Regions from separate parts of the Zea mays genome. Here region 1 is linked to region 2. Evidence: chromatin contacts called from public Hi-C data. All regions are on one chromosome and are shown on one strand. The core of a region is the stretch at or near the end of the contact, and the rest is flanking DNA. Distances in the headings are between cores, read along the strand shown. Region 1 overlaps LOC100273521 (splicing factor, arginine/serine-rich 7). Region 2 has its middle 15 kb from the start of LOC103655549.

What was found. A called contact is a pair of places that touch in the nucleus more often than the background predicts.
Region 1: a contact with region 2 is called in a Hi-C map of ear, with 2.4 times the contacts expected there. The contact joins two enhancer-like sites. A contact is called at or near these places in 3 of 25 Hi-C or Micro-C datasets (ear, leaf and tassel).

Annotation. Positions count from the first base shown.
Region 1 is chr4:140,756,192-140,763,045 of Zm-B73-REFERENCE-NAM-5.0, reverse strand. LOC100273521 (splicing factor, arginine/serine-rich 7) reads left to right here. Exons shown (of 5, transcript NM_001367444.1): 4 at 3,405-3,654; 5 at 4,344-5,070. The coding sequence ends at 4,749. Among protein-coding and RNA genes, the nearest start is that of LOC100273521, 6.6 kb to the left of the region's middle. Within about 2 kb of position 5,330, at least 16 of the 20 cell types and tissues checked have an H3K27ac peak or open chromatin away from gene starts, as enhancers often do. A contact at or near this core is called in ear, leaf and tassel, where this site is marked.
Region 2 is chr4:140,426,605-140,433,773 of Zm-B73-REFERENCE-NAM-5.0, reverse strand. No RefSeq gene overlaps it. Among protein-coding and RNA genes, the nearest start is that of LOC103655549, 15 kb to the right of the region's middle. Within about 2 kb of position 3,508, at least 16 of the 20 cell types and tissues checked have an H3K27ac peak or open chromatin away from gene starts, as enhancers often do. A contact at or near this core is called in ear, leaf and tassel, where this site is marked.

The DNA.
Region 1 (6,854 bases), core at 4,081-6,580, 330 kb before region 2:
TTCTATGTTCTCATTGTTGGGCGAAAGGGCCACTAGCTGAGTTGGTTAGGTGGTCTGAGTAGTACTCCTCAGGTCCTAGGTTTGACTCCATGCGGTAGCGAATCTCAGGCTATGCTTAAAAACATCCCCTTGTCTGTCCTGCGCCAAAGCTCGGTCGCGGTCGTTTTCACATGGGCTATGGTGCCGCCCCGTATGGGTGGGGCAATGGTTTGGGGGTTTTCTCGACCTGTGTGAGATCTTCTTAATACAATACTCGGGGGCTGTCTTAACCCCCCCCCCCCCCCCCCCCCCCGCACGTCGAGTTTTTTTATGTTCTCATTGTTGGTCACTTCCCAATAAGTTTGTTTGTCTAAACTTTATTATATCCATCAAGTAAGTTTTGAGTTCTTCGTCTTACAACTGGCAAGTAATTAATATTTTTGAAAAGTTTAGGCCACATCGTTTAGTATGCTTTAAGGTATCTAATCTCTGCTTTTATTGTGTTATGAGTTGAATTCATGTGATGGGGAAAAGGCTGTCTTTGGCAACTATGAAATGTTTGTGCCTGTGGATGGACAAACCAGTTGCATTTTTACCAGGAATAGGAATTAGTATCCATTATCTCAACTCCATGTCAATACTAAGTCATGACTATAGTTATACTAGTATATAGCCCGTGCTAACGCTACGATCCCGCGGAGGGGAAGGGTCGACGACGACATCGACAACGTGAGGGGAGATGTTGAAGGCGGCGGCGCGAGCGAGAGGAGTGGGGGGGAGGCTGGGTGCGGTGGGGTTGTGGGGAGGGAGAGAAGAGATGAGATACAAGGAATGATCCAAATAAGTCCATTAGATTTGAGTAAGGGAGAAGGGATGCAGTCACGACTCGCCTGAGGCCAACCCCGGGCGGAAGACGCAGTCACGGCTCGCCCGAGGCCAACCCCGGGTGGGAGACGCAGTCACGTCTCGCCTGAGGCCAACCCGGGCGGGAGACGCAATCATGACTCGCCTGAGGCCAACTTCAGGTGGGAGATGCAGTCACGACTCGCCCGAGGCCAACCCAGGGCGGGAGACACAGTCACGGCTCGTCCGAGGCCAACCCCGGGTGGGAGAGGCAGTCATGAATCGCTCGAGGCCAACCTCGGACGGGAGACGCATTCACGGCTCGCCCGAGGCCAACCCCGAGTGGGAGATGGTCACGACTTGTCCGAGACCAATCTCGGGCGGGAGATGCAGTCACGCCTCGCCTAAGGCCAACCCCGGGCGGGAGATGCTGTCACGACTCGCCCGAGGCCAACCTCGGGCGGGAAACCAGTGCACGACCCATCCACCCGAGGCCAACCTGGAGGACCGAGCACGGGCAACGACGCCATCGAGCCGGCGACCGGGTCGTGCAACATGAGGTCAAAGGAGCAGCCGGCAAGCGGAGTCCACGCCTGCGCGAGCGCGTTCGCCGCTGCGCCCTCGCGCACTGGGAGGACCGAGCATGGGCAACGACGCCCACAAGATGTGACTGCGTCTCCCGCCCGGGGTTGGCCTTGGGTGAGTCATGACTGCGTCTCCTGCCCGGGGTTGGCCTTGGGTGAGTCGTGACTGCGTCTCTCGCCCGAGGTTGGCCTCGGGCGAGTCGTGACTGTGTCTCCCGCCCGAGGTTGGCCTCGGGCGAAACGTACCTGCGCCTCCCGCCCGAGGTTGGCTTCGGGCGAGCCGTGACCGCGTCTCCCGCCCGGGGGTGTCCTCGACCGAGGTGTGACTGCGTCTCCCGCCTGGGGGTGGCCTCGGGCGAGCCCTGAACGCGTCTCCCGCTTGGGGTTTGCCTCGGGTGAGCCCTGACTGCGTCTCCCGCCCGGGGTTGGCCTCAGGCGAGCCGTGACCGCGTCTCCCACCCGAGCGTGGCCTCGGGCAAGCCATAACTGCGTCCTCTCCCGCCCGGGGTTGGCCTCGGGCGTGTGCGTCTTCCGCCCGGGGGTGGCCTCGGCCGAGTCGTGACTGCGTCTCCCGCCCAAGGTTGGCCACTTGGCATCGGGCGAGTCGTGACTATGTCTCCCGCCCGGGGGTGACATCGGGCGAGTCGTGACTGCATCTCCCTCCCGAGGTTGGTTTCGGGCGAGCCGTGACTGCGTCTCCCGCCCGGGGTTGGCCTCGGGCAAGGTGTACCTGTGTCTCCCGTCTGAGGTTGGCCTCGGGCGAGCCGTGACTGCATCTCTTGCCGTCGCCATCCCTGCCCTCCGAGTTTGGCCCATCCGAGATGGGACACGATGACCTTCTCGCCCGCCTCATACGCGCACTCCTTGAGGTCCTCGTCGTCTTAGTTCGGTGCCAGGGTGGGGAGTAGTGCGTGCGCCTCCTCGATGGCCCTAGGCCCCTGGCCGCAGCCACATCGAAGGCGTGGGCGGTGGAACACGAGGAGAGGAGATTGGAGAGTCTTTGAACCAAATCACCGCACACCCAACCAAATCGCCGATGTTGAGGGAGATTGCGGAAACAGGGTGGTGGTGGAGGCGGATTCGATGCCCGGGGACGTCTTAGGCGAGCAGGGTGTCGTAGTGAAGACGTGAGCCGTGGAGGATTTAGCGGCGACGGCATTGTGCTGGCCTTGTTGTCCGCGGTCGCCGTGGTGTAGGCGCGTTTAGGCGGGGTGGGTAGGCGCCGAGGCGTGCGAGCGCGTCCGTGGAGGATTTGGCGGCGGCAGAACCGTCGTTGTTGGCGGCCTCGTCGTAGAGAAGGGTTGACGGAGCCAGGGTTGGGGAGGAAGACACGAGCGAGTGTGGGTGTGTTTCTGCGTGAGAGTGTGTGCGTTGAGATGATCCATTAAAGACTGGCCGTCCGATGCGTTTCAACAAGAGAGACGTGGGGGACGTGCGTGTGTGAGACCACGTGCGTTGAGGATGATCCAAAAAAGGTTGGGCGTCAGATGCGTTTCATTAAGACTGAGTAGACAAAAGAAACGATCTGGAACGTTGGTATTTGACAGTGGGATTTGTCTGGAGTTTATAGGCTGGATGTTGTATTTAGCAGGGGCATGAGTGCGTGGGATGTTTTATGTGGTGTACTTGGCTTAGTTTTAACTGGTGGGTTTAAGGGGTAGAGAGTAATGTTGGATATGTTGGCACAGCTGTACATTGTCAATGTGTACGTATACAAAATTACAAATAAACAATATCTTACTGACAATAGAGCAGATACTCAAGTCCTTGTCCTGTAAAATGCATACAACCACAATACTTCAATACAAGGATTCCTTTGCAAGAAAGCCATTGAGTTTGTTTCAAACTGCTAATATGTTCAGGTCTTACTTGATAACGAAATTTAAATTTTGTACTAGTAATTGAACGAAGTTTTGCACTTTAGCTACTGTGATCACATATACTTCAGCAATTTGTGAATTTATGTTTATGTTTATCTTGTTGATTTGTGCTTGATAGGTAAGAATGGTTGGAGGGTTGAGCTGTCAACCAAAGATGGTGGTGGCCGTGGCCGAGACCGTAATGGTTCTGATATGAAGTGCTATGAGTGTGGTGAAGTTGGCCACTTTGCACGTGAATGTCGCTTACGGATTGGTTCGGGAGGGCTGGGTAGTGGAAGGCGTCGCAGCCGAAGTCCTAGATATCGCAGCCGGAGCCGAAGTCGCAGCCGGAGCCCAAGACATCGAAGGAGCCCAAGCTATGGCAGAAGGTAATTTGCTAATGACACCAATCGACCAATCCATCATGTGCATTCCATTAGTTTTAATTAAGGGTTGGGAAACATCACCTAGAAATCCCAAAACTTTTGAGAACGAAGCAAAATTTCAAAGATAACACATTTTTTATGACCAATGAAGTATCCAGTAAATTAGTAATGATCTCAAATGCACTGTATACAGATAATAACAAAGGTTTTCTGGACATCTCTAGCTTTGTGTTTGAGCCTAGCCATTGCCACATTATCCCTTTTTGCAGTTTTGCTCTGTAATGGTCTCAAATGCACTGTTTTACCCCTTTAAATACATGCAGCAAAAATTAAGATGGCATGTTGAAAAGAATGAAGACGAGAAGTCACACCTAGAGATGTTATTGTAGTTAATATCAAAATAACTAGATGTGTTCCTGATTTGAGGGATACTATTTAATCAAAAGTTCAACTATGCATTTTAACTTCTGTATGTAGTTCTTTATCTTGCATTGGTAATATATGATCTGCTGCATTCTTATCGTCCTCTCCCACCTGTTATAGCTTAATTAGCATTGTGAATCCAAACCTAATATTTGAGGGGAACATTTTGAGTGACTAGATAAAATATAGATCAATGTCTTTGCCTCACTAGCAGTCTTTTCAATGGATTATGTTGCGTTCATCCTGAAAACAAATGTTGGGGTTTTCAGGAGCTACAGCCCACGAGATCGTTCTCCTAGGAGGCGAAGTTACAGCAGGTCGCCGCCACTGCCACCACCGCCTCCTAGAAATAACAGCATGTCACCACGGGGAGCCCGAGAAATGAGCAGATCGTCACCACCACCTCCCAAAAATAACAGCAGTTCACCACGGGAAGCCCGAGAAATGAGCAGATCGCCACCACCACCTGCCAAAAATAACCGCAGTTCACCACGGGAAGCCCGAGAAATGAGCAGATCGCCGCCGCCACCACCTCCCAGAAATAACAGCAGGTCACCACCGGGAGCTCGAGATGTGAGCAGGTCGCCGCCACCACCTCCTGATGCCAGAAGAAGCTATAGCAGATCCCCAGAACAGCAGCCCCAGCACGAGTCCCCATATGCCAATGACGCCTGAGAATATTTAGCTGCTCAAAGATGCTGGAAAATGCTAAGGGGCCCAGCATGTTTTGCCCATGCGCGTCGGTACAACTTATAGGATCCAGTCTGAGATTTTGCTCGTGTTTTGGGTTTCCCTTGGACACACCGCTGCTGATACCATTGTAGAGGGAGGAGCATAACGTTTCCGTTTCGAGTATTGACTTTGGGCACTTATAGCTGTCAAGACATGACCTGGTTCTTGTTAGATTTATATCACTAGATTGCTTTTGAATTCGGACGAAGTGTTAATCGTGGGCTATGTTGAGATATTTGTCTACCTTTTCAGGACGCTTTCGAAGAAACATTTTCCTACTTGCTTTTGGTCAGTGATTTCGTTTTTTTTGGGGGTGGGGGGTGTTGTCACACGTGGTAGCAATATCAAGCAGCGAAAGGCTGTTGCTTTGGTTGCCTAAGAGCATCACCTCCATTAAATTGCCGCAACTGGTTCGGACACAGGGCCTCGCGAGCGTCTTCTAGAAATGGTTGGTGGCCTCTAGTTGGTGGCCTCTTCGGTCAGCGCAGTTTCTTTCCTTTCTGACCCGCTGTGGCCACTAGCACTTCGCCGTGCCTCTACCTTTCTTTCATCAGACCGCCTTTTGAGGCCCCTGTCGGCCTCTGTCACACTTGCCCTTCTGCTTGCGATGATTGAAAATAGCTTCCACCGCATCTTCTCTCGATGCGTGGGTCGTCGTGTGTCTAGGAGCTCCTTAGTGGTTCGCCGACTCTTGTGCCTACCTTGTGCACTAGAGTTTCGCTCGTGGTTTTCAAAATGAACGCGCTAAAACATCGATGTCGGCAAGGTTCGTTAGCTCGTTGTATTGCCGCGAGAAACACCAAATGTAGCCCCTTAAGGTCTCATCGGATTTGTGCCGGTAGTTCTTGAGGTCCCACAGGTTGCTAGAGTGAACGTACATGCCCTGAAAGGTTTCCACGAAGATTTCCTCGAGGTTGGCCCAATTCCAAATGCAACCATGTCTCAAGTTTTCTAACCATGTCTCAGATTGCAGATTATAGTCATCGAGATCCGCTCCTCCCGTGTGGCATGCCCGTCGATAATCTCCCAACCAAAGGTTGGGAGTTGATTCTTCCGAATACTTTGCAATATTGGTGGGCGCCCTATACCGTTGCGTCACTGGTGCTCGAAGGATGCAGCGGTTGAAGGCCCGAGGCCCCGGTGGTGGCAGGCTTAGGCTTCGGTTCCCATCGGGGTCAAAGCGGCCTCTGCGGCATTGTTTGTACCGACGAGAGTCACCCGATCTGTCACATCCCCCTAGTCCTATGACCATGCGCGCTCTGCGCGCTTTGACCCGGGTTTTGGGGCTGGCGAGGTCGGACACGTGCCGCTCTTTCTTCGAGATCGAGGGGTCACCATGACATGGCATCGTTCACCGTTGGCGTAGACGCGGTGTACTGGTTGGTCTCTGGTTCACGACGCTGAGACATGGAGCTCTCGGCTTGTAGTTGCATAGCGAGGCCGAGAAGATCCTGAATCTCTTGGTGGGTTTTCCATTCGTTTGGAGTATATGCCTTGGGGCGCTTGTCCAGAAGCACCGCAATAGCCGCGACGTTTTGGCTCACCCGAGGGAAACACAACGCCGTGCCCCTGCCATAGACTAGACGACGACAGACGTTTATCATCATGGTGTGCCGTCACCCCGCCACTTGGTGTAGTCGTGTCGTTCTCCACCGTGGGCTTTCTTATCCTCTTGCTGCGGGGCATTGGCTGCTCCGCGAAAGGCTCGGGCCTGATGGCGGTTCCTTGGGAAGCGGGTTCAGCTGTCGTGGCGCGCACCATGATGCTGGGTGAGGCTCCATCTGAGCTTCCCGCATGGGAAAAATGATCTCCCGTGGTATTGGCTGCGAGGCATTCCTGGTCAGGGTTGCAGATTGCCTCGCTAGGTGGGGACGTGATTACATCCCCCGATCTCGACAGGAGTATGTCTAGGAACGAGTCCCGGACGGGGTCTAGTACCCCCACGATCTCGGAATGAGTGGGTCATAGTGAGCTTTGTGACCCATTTCTCCTGAGGGGGTCGAGTGGGAGGTCGCCGAGACTTCTGGCTACATCGGACAGGTCACTCG
Region 2 (7,169 bases), core at 2,259-4,758:
CTTGAGCCCTATAGAAGCACAGCTGTCGGGGCTGCTGGGACCTTGCTGACGTCTCCTTGCTTCCGTAGGGGGCTGAGAACCGCAGTCGTCGTGGGCGCACGCGGGGTGCCATCATTACTTGTTTACCGGGGCGAGCCAGATGGGACGCCGGTCTTGTCCCCCGTAGCCTGAGCTAGCTAGGGGTAGGGTAATGATGATCCCCCCTGTGGCGTGGTCGGTCCGAGCCCAAGGTTGGGCGAGGCGGAAACCGTCCTCCGAGGTCGAGGTCGAGGCCGAGCCCTGGGGTCGGGCGAGGCGGAGTCCATCTTCTGAGGCCGAGGCGGGGGCCGAGCCCTGGGGTCGGGCGAGGCGGAGACTTCTCCTGAGGTCGAGGCCCAAGGTCGGGCAAGGCGGGGCTTCCTGTGGCGCCCGAGGCTGGACTCAGCTGCTGTCAGCCTCATCTTGGCAGGTGGCACAACAGTCGGAGCGGGGCAGGCGACGCTGTTTTCCTGTCAGGTAAGTCAGTGGAGGGGCGAAGTGACTGCGGTCACTTCGGCCCTGCCGACTGAGGAACGTGCGTCAGGATAAGGTGTCAGACGATCCTTGCATTGAATGCTCCTGCGATACGGTCGGTTGGCGAGGCGATCTGGCCAAGGTTGCTTCACCGCGAAGCCTGCCCGAGCTGGGCCTCGGGCGAGTTGGGGGTGCGCCCGTTGCTTTGAGGAGGCCCTCGGGCGAGGCGTGAATCCGCCTGGGTCTACTGTTCCTGCCCGAGGCTGGGCTCGAGCGAGGCGAGATCGCGTCCCTTGAGTGGACGGAGCCTTGACCTGAATCGTGTCCATCAGTCTCTGCGGCTTGCGCTGATGGTGATTACCAGCCGAGTTTAGGAGTCTTGGGGGTACCCCTATTTATGGTACCCGACAATTATATTAAGCTAACATCCATTATAGCCAAGCATTCAATTTGTTTTAAAAAAATCCTTTTCCAAACCGTACATGAGGTTTCCTCTCATATGGCTCCTCCCTTATTTAGAGAACTCTTCTCTTTATAATGTTTACTGATATTTTTAATACGTAAGTCGTAAAATAAAAAATTCAAGTGCTACACGTATTTTGGATATTCTATGGCGTAATTTGTGTTCACCCGAGAAACACTTTTGTTGAATCCTCTTTTTGCATTGTTGCTAGGGCTATTTGCGTCCTGAATATTACATGACGCAACAGCTCTTCGAGGAGAGTCATGCTTACGATTTGGAGTTGTTTTACCATGACTAATAACTGCCAGCCAGACCATGGATAAAGGCAATCAGGACAACAACAAATCAATATGATGAATAATATTATACCTTGAAGGGCCTAATCGATCCAAAAAATGGGATTTAGCTAAATTAATTGTCGTACGAAGATTTATACGGTTGGCTATGAATGTGTGGAAGAGTCTGCTGTTGACTCCCCAGGCGCCCAACAATGAATGATATGGTGAAGTAACTTGAGATCACCATACATAAACAAGGGGCATAATTGTTAAACTCAGCGTCTTTATCAGTTGAACAATTTGTAAACGAAAATAGACGTGATGCATATTCAGAACATTTGCATGAATGGTGGAAGCAACATCAACAATTTTGACTACAATAGTGGGTGTTCATACTCAGCTCTTCAACCAAAGTAGATAATAATTTCCCCTCTTTGTTTTTGTTGAGGGATGTATTATATGACATTAATCGTTTTCAGTAAGTTACCCGGTGAACAATCTTTCAGTAAGTTATTTGAGTGATTGTACCTGTATGCTCCATATGAATGCCTTTTCGTTTTAGTATCACATCTGACATTACCAATCTTTATACCGGTAGATTCTTGATGACGGATCTAGGAAGGATATTATGCTGTCAAACGGATTCAAAAGAACTCATCTGTTCATACCAATAATTGGTGATTTTAGAGCAAATACAATTGTTGTAAATGTTGCAATTTTATTGTTATGGTTCTGTGAACAAATATTTTGATATTTGAACAAAGGTTTGCTTGCATGCATCAATAATTCTATTGTTAGCTTGCTTATTGTTGCCTATAATTCTCAATACTCTCGAACAGTCAACCTATATCGCTTACAATGTCAACAACTTAAAGCCAACTTACTTCGACATTTTTTACATCTTAACTGTCCCGCCAGGCTGTTAACTAATGCTTCATGTGCTTTGAATGCTATTTCCTCCCATTTTACTAATTGGTCTAATCCATGTTGCCTGTGATATTTGCATTGTGTGCCCCTGTTTTAAGTTGGCGACTGAATGTTTGTGCTACTTCCAGTTGCTAACTGAAGTACTCCACTTCTCTTGGTTGTATGCACAGTGATCAGGATGTTGGATTCCATGAAACAGCGGAAGGGCCTGTTCGGACGGTCAACAAAGGCGACTTCCATACTGCAATGGATCTAGGAGTCCATGGCAACGGAGAGCTGGAAGCTGGTGGATCCATGTCCAGAGCTTGACCTTACATTTTGTTGAGCGAACAAAGAAGCATTCTATTCATGAAACTGAGCTTGATTAGTATGATGCATAGAATGCTACGCTGTAAGCAGTTGCAACATCGCGAGCGCCGACATCAAAAGCCTCGCCCCTGTCCCTACACACACCTCTCAAACGACATTGCGATGCCAAGCTATGCTACATTTTTCCATTTACAGATTTGTTTTCGTATAGTTTGATAATAGTTTATTAACCTAATTTCTAATCGATTCTGTAGGTTGGTCATTCATGCTTGGCAACAACATAGCTGATTCCTAGGATTTTCAACTCCGGGCACAACAGGTACGTTTAATTAGCATGTACGACCTTCCCAATTTTTAAATTGTACCTTTTGGATTTATAACACACTTTACAATTGTATAAGATGTATATGTACATCTTCCACACGACATAATATTGTTATAATTTATATTACAAATTTTCTTCCTATGCGCGTTACTAGTCAGTTCAAACGAAACACTAAACATACAGTTGCAGGTAGGTCGAACCGTGGCATTAATCGGAAGCGGAAGCGAACAAAAAGCTGCTTTAAGAATTGTCAGATGAGCCGCGAGTGCGCGTGCTTCTGGCCAAGTACAAGCATGCTGTTCAGCTGTTGTGCGCTCCCTCTAGTAGCACATGAGTCTAAAAATACAATCTTGGCAAGTATAGAAAACTAAGCTACTGAAAATTCCGGTTGTCATGCCAATAAAAAACGGACAGCTAGGCGTCCCGCTAAAGCCGATGACGACCGTCGAGTGCTTGCTGGAAGAGGAGACGTGACGTAAGCAAGCTGAGTGATCACAAAGGGAGATGCCATGCCACACGCGGTTCCTACGTCCACGTCCACGTCCACGTCGGCTAATGGCGACTGCTTCTTATGGTTGTTCAGTGCAGTCACGGCTCTACTGTCTTTTTGAATCAAAAAACATTACTATTATTATTTGCGTGGAGGACCTCTTGCAGACCAATTGCCTCCGAGACCGGCCCAGTATAAAGTGGGCTCTTCGGGAAGGAAGCCCTCGCGTGATGGCGCGGGTGGAGGAGTTCACAGCGGAGGCAGCCAAGTGACGTGGAGAGGACAACGGTGTCGTAGGGAGGGTGAGATGAAAAAATGATCTAAATAATATAATTTATTATATTTGAGTAACTAAGGGATAGAGATATCTAGCGATCTGAACCGTTATTTTTAATAGTGTGTTAAGTCTGAGTGTAATTTGTTTGGTAGATCTAGTGAAAGTTATAGGTGCGGAGTGATTTATTTGGATATATTTTGTAAAGTTTAAATTGATAGATTATATAATGGTATAGATATACGGTGGTGGTAAGAACTAGCTCACTAAGAGCATCTCCAAAAGACTACCATAAAATCACCTCTAAAATGTAGTTTTGAGAGCAACCTAAAGCTTATTGAAAGTGTTTTTTTTGTTTCCTCCAACAGTACACCTAAAACATATTGCATGCATGTTGTGCGGCGTGGGTGGTGCAAAAGGAGGTGGGACAAAAGGTTGGATGAGCCAATGGGAGACGTTGGATGCGGGCTAGAAATTTTTTGGGGGAACCAAAACATTCCCTCTTTGTAGCTATAAATTAGAAAAAAATTGGGGTTGTGAAATAATGGAAAAGGTTTAGGAGAGATGTTGGAGGCTTGTTTTTTTCTTTTTCCCTTTAATTTCAAGTTAGGGGAGATGTCGGTACCCTGAATCAGGGGTATCCTCTTCTACAGTATGAAGACGCTGTACACGTACGACGTCTCCTGGCCACACGGAGAACGGCACCCGACCCCACCATATGGGCAAGTCTAAGGGCACCACGTGGCGAGGAAAGATAATACACCCCAGGGTGCATCATTGGGTCCGAACCTCCACAGAGGGACACCGGACCCCTGTGCGTACAGTCCGGAATTCCCAAGAAGGCATGTCAGATCCCTCGAATGGGCCCCAGGTCTCTCCGAGTAAGGTCCGGACCACGGCAAGGCCCCGGGACGGGGAGAACCCCGGCATGAGTAAGGGTCCGGTGCTGGCACGTGTCCAGGCCTTGCCCTGCGCTCCCCGCTCAGGAGGAGACCCGCTGTTGGGGACTTGCTCTCAAATGCTATGAATTAAGAACAAGGCAACATAAAATGTTAAATATTAATGCCCTTCGTCCGCTGAAGCATTATTTCCCCAAGGATTTAATGAACTTCGGACGAAGACCATGAGCGGAATACTACGGAGGTTTCACCTTCGTAATTAAAATTACAAAGATAATACAAAATAATGTACAATGTAAAACATTAAAATATTGTTCACATATATTATTATATGAATCTAAGATGTTTGAATATAACGGTTAAGTACATTTATACCTTTGCCTTGACAAACAATAATTTCCGAATGATGCGTTTGCAATTACAGGAATGCGTGAACAGTAAAGGAATACTGTTCACTATTTATAGGCACAGGACACAGCCTGTGAGGAATTATAATCATGCTCTTCATAAAAGTTTACAACAATGACTCAGACCCTTATGGACTAAAAGGTCATTCTATCTTTAAGTCGGTTCGACCCTTCATCTTCGGATATGTTGTAATACCGAAGCTTCATGAATGGTGCCTTCGGCGTCACGTACGAGTAGCCGAAGCCGAAGCTGTTTCTTTTTGCAGGACCTTCGGCGACGAAGCATGGTCCCAACAGTAGCCCCTTCGCGGTGCTAGATCGTTTTTCGTAACGAGCTTGATCCGTGAAAAAAGTCTCTTAGGCTTCAGGAAGCCGAAGGTCCGAAAAACACCTTCCCTGAGCTCGTTGTCGAGAAACGATACAGTTTTCGAGCGCGTAGCGGTCCCACCATGCAGGTTCACTATTTTGGTTTTTGCGGCCCACCATGCAGTGGGTGCGAGCAACTGTTTGCCTGGTGTAAAAATCCTGAGGATTCACCTTCTTACCTGCAGCACTATATAAACAGACAGGTAGGTGTGAAGTTACTACATCATTCATTGCTATTGCACTGTTTTGCTGCCAAAATTTTTAATCATAGCCGAAGCTTGACTTTCGCATTCAAACGAAGCTCCAGTTTGGTGCCTGCTTCGTCAGAAGAGCTTCGGAAGAAAGGTTATTAATTTTCAAGAAATTTTCAAGAAATTCAAAATCAAATGGCCAGAGTGCGTTCTACTGCTAGAGTTGAGCGCGAAGGAGACGAAGCCGAAGCTGTGGAAACTGTTCCTATCTCGGAAGCAATGAAGCGATCTGGATTGGTGACATCGGAAGACAACCCTGCTGCTGAAGCAGAACAAGCAGATATTGAAGAGACTGATTCTGAAGGTGATCATAGTATCGCAGTACCGAGCAAGCCTAGCCACCTGGACTTCGGAAAGTCAACCATCTCCAAGGCTGATTTTCCGAAGATGGTAAAGTCGGGCTACTTTAGCGAAGATGAGAAAAAGCTGATTCGCTTCGGTGGGGAAGAAACTACCCCGAAGCCACAGAAAGATGAGATAGTGATTTTCAAGAGTTTCCTCAAAGCTGGTTTGAGATTTCCTTTGAATAGGATGATTGCCGATGTGCTAAAGAAGTTTGGAATCTATCTTCATCAACTAACTCCTAATGCTATTGTTAGGCTTAGTGTTTATATTTGGGCTCTCCGAAGCCAGGGGGTGGAGCCATTTGCCGAAGGTTTCTGCTGGGTACACGAGCTACATTACCAAACTAAGGCCAGAAAGGATGGGTTACATGAAAATTTTGGTTGTTACAATTTTGCCTATCGGAAGACTACAAAATTTCCTGTATCAGCTACCGAAGCAAGTGGCCGGCAGGCTGGAAATCGGAATGGTTCTACGTCAATGTTGACGATGACAAGGAGAAGCTAGTACAGAGTCCGCTTGAACTGATCTTCGGAGAGACCAGGCCCCGATGCAGTATGACACCAGAAGGTCCAACCCAAACCGCGTTAGCTGAATTCAGGATTATTGCGGAGCACATTGGCACTAGAGATTTGGTGCAAGAATTTCTGGCTTTCAAAATATTTCCAACTATGAAAGAATGGGCTATGCCGAAGCTTGAAAGAGAGAAGAAAGAGGGGGAGCTTGTCCGACTACCCTACCACTATAAGTTCAAGAAATATTTTAAGGCATCCTGCGAAGAATGGCTCGAAACAATCGAAATAATGAGTACTGAAATTCTTGGAAATTACTCTAAAAAAGAGGATCAGTTGATGACAGCAGCCTTCGGCACCCGGCCGAAGCGAAGGCTAAACAGAGTGCTTGATGCTATAGGTTTTGAATATCCTGATTATGGGCGATTGGACGGAGATGCCGGAGGCCCGAAGAGAAAAAGAATTGCCAGCGCCGTTGACGAAGAAAGCACCGAATTGGCCAAAAAGAAAAAGGAAATTTCTGAAAAGCGGAGCCCTGAGCCGAAGATAGCTGCTTCAAGAAAAAGAAAAACTGCATCTCCAGAACCAAAAACATTGGTCCAAGAGGAGGAAACTCCTGCGACACCTTCTGCTGCCGAAGTAGAAGAGATTCTGAAGGTAATGACTGAACCCTTGCCTGTCAAGCTAAGTCCGCTGGCGCCGGAACTGACGAAGTTTTTTCAGAAGGACAAAGAAGCTTCGGCAGCAGAAAGTCCTGCAAAGTCGAAAAAACGAAGAATTATCCAAGTCGCAGATGTGATTCATCAGACACCGCCACCGGCGACGGTGTCAAAA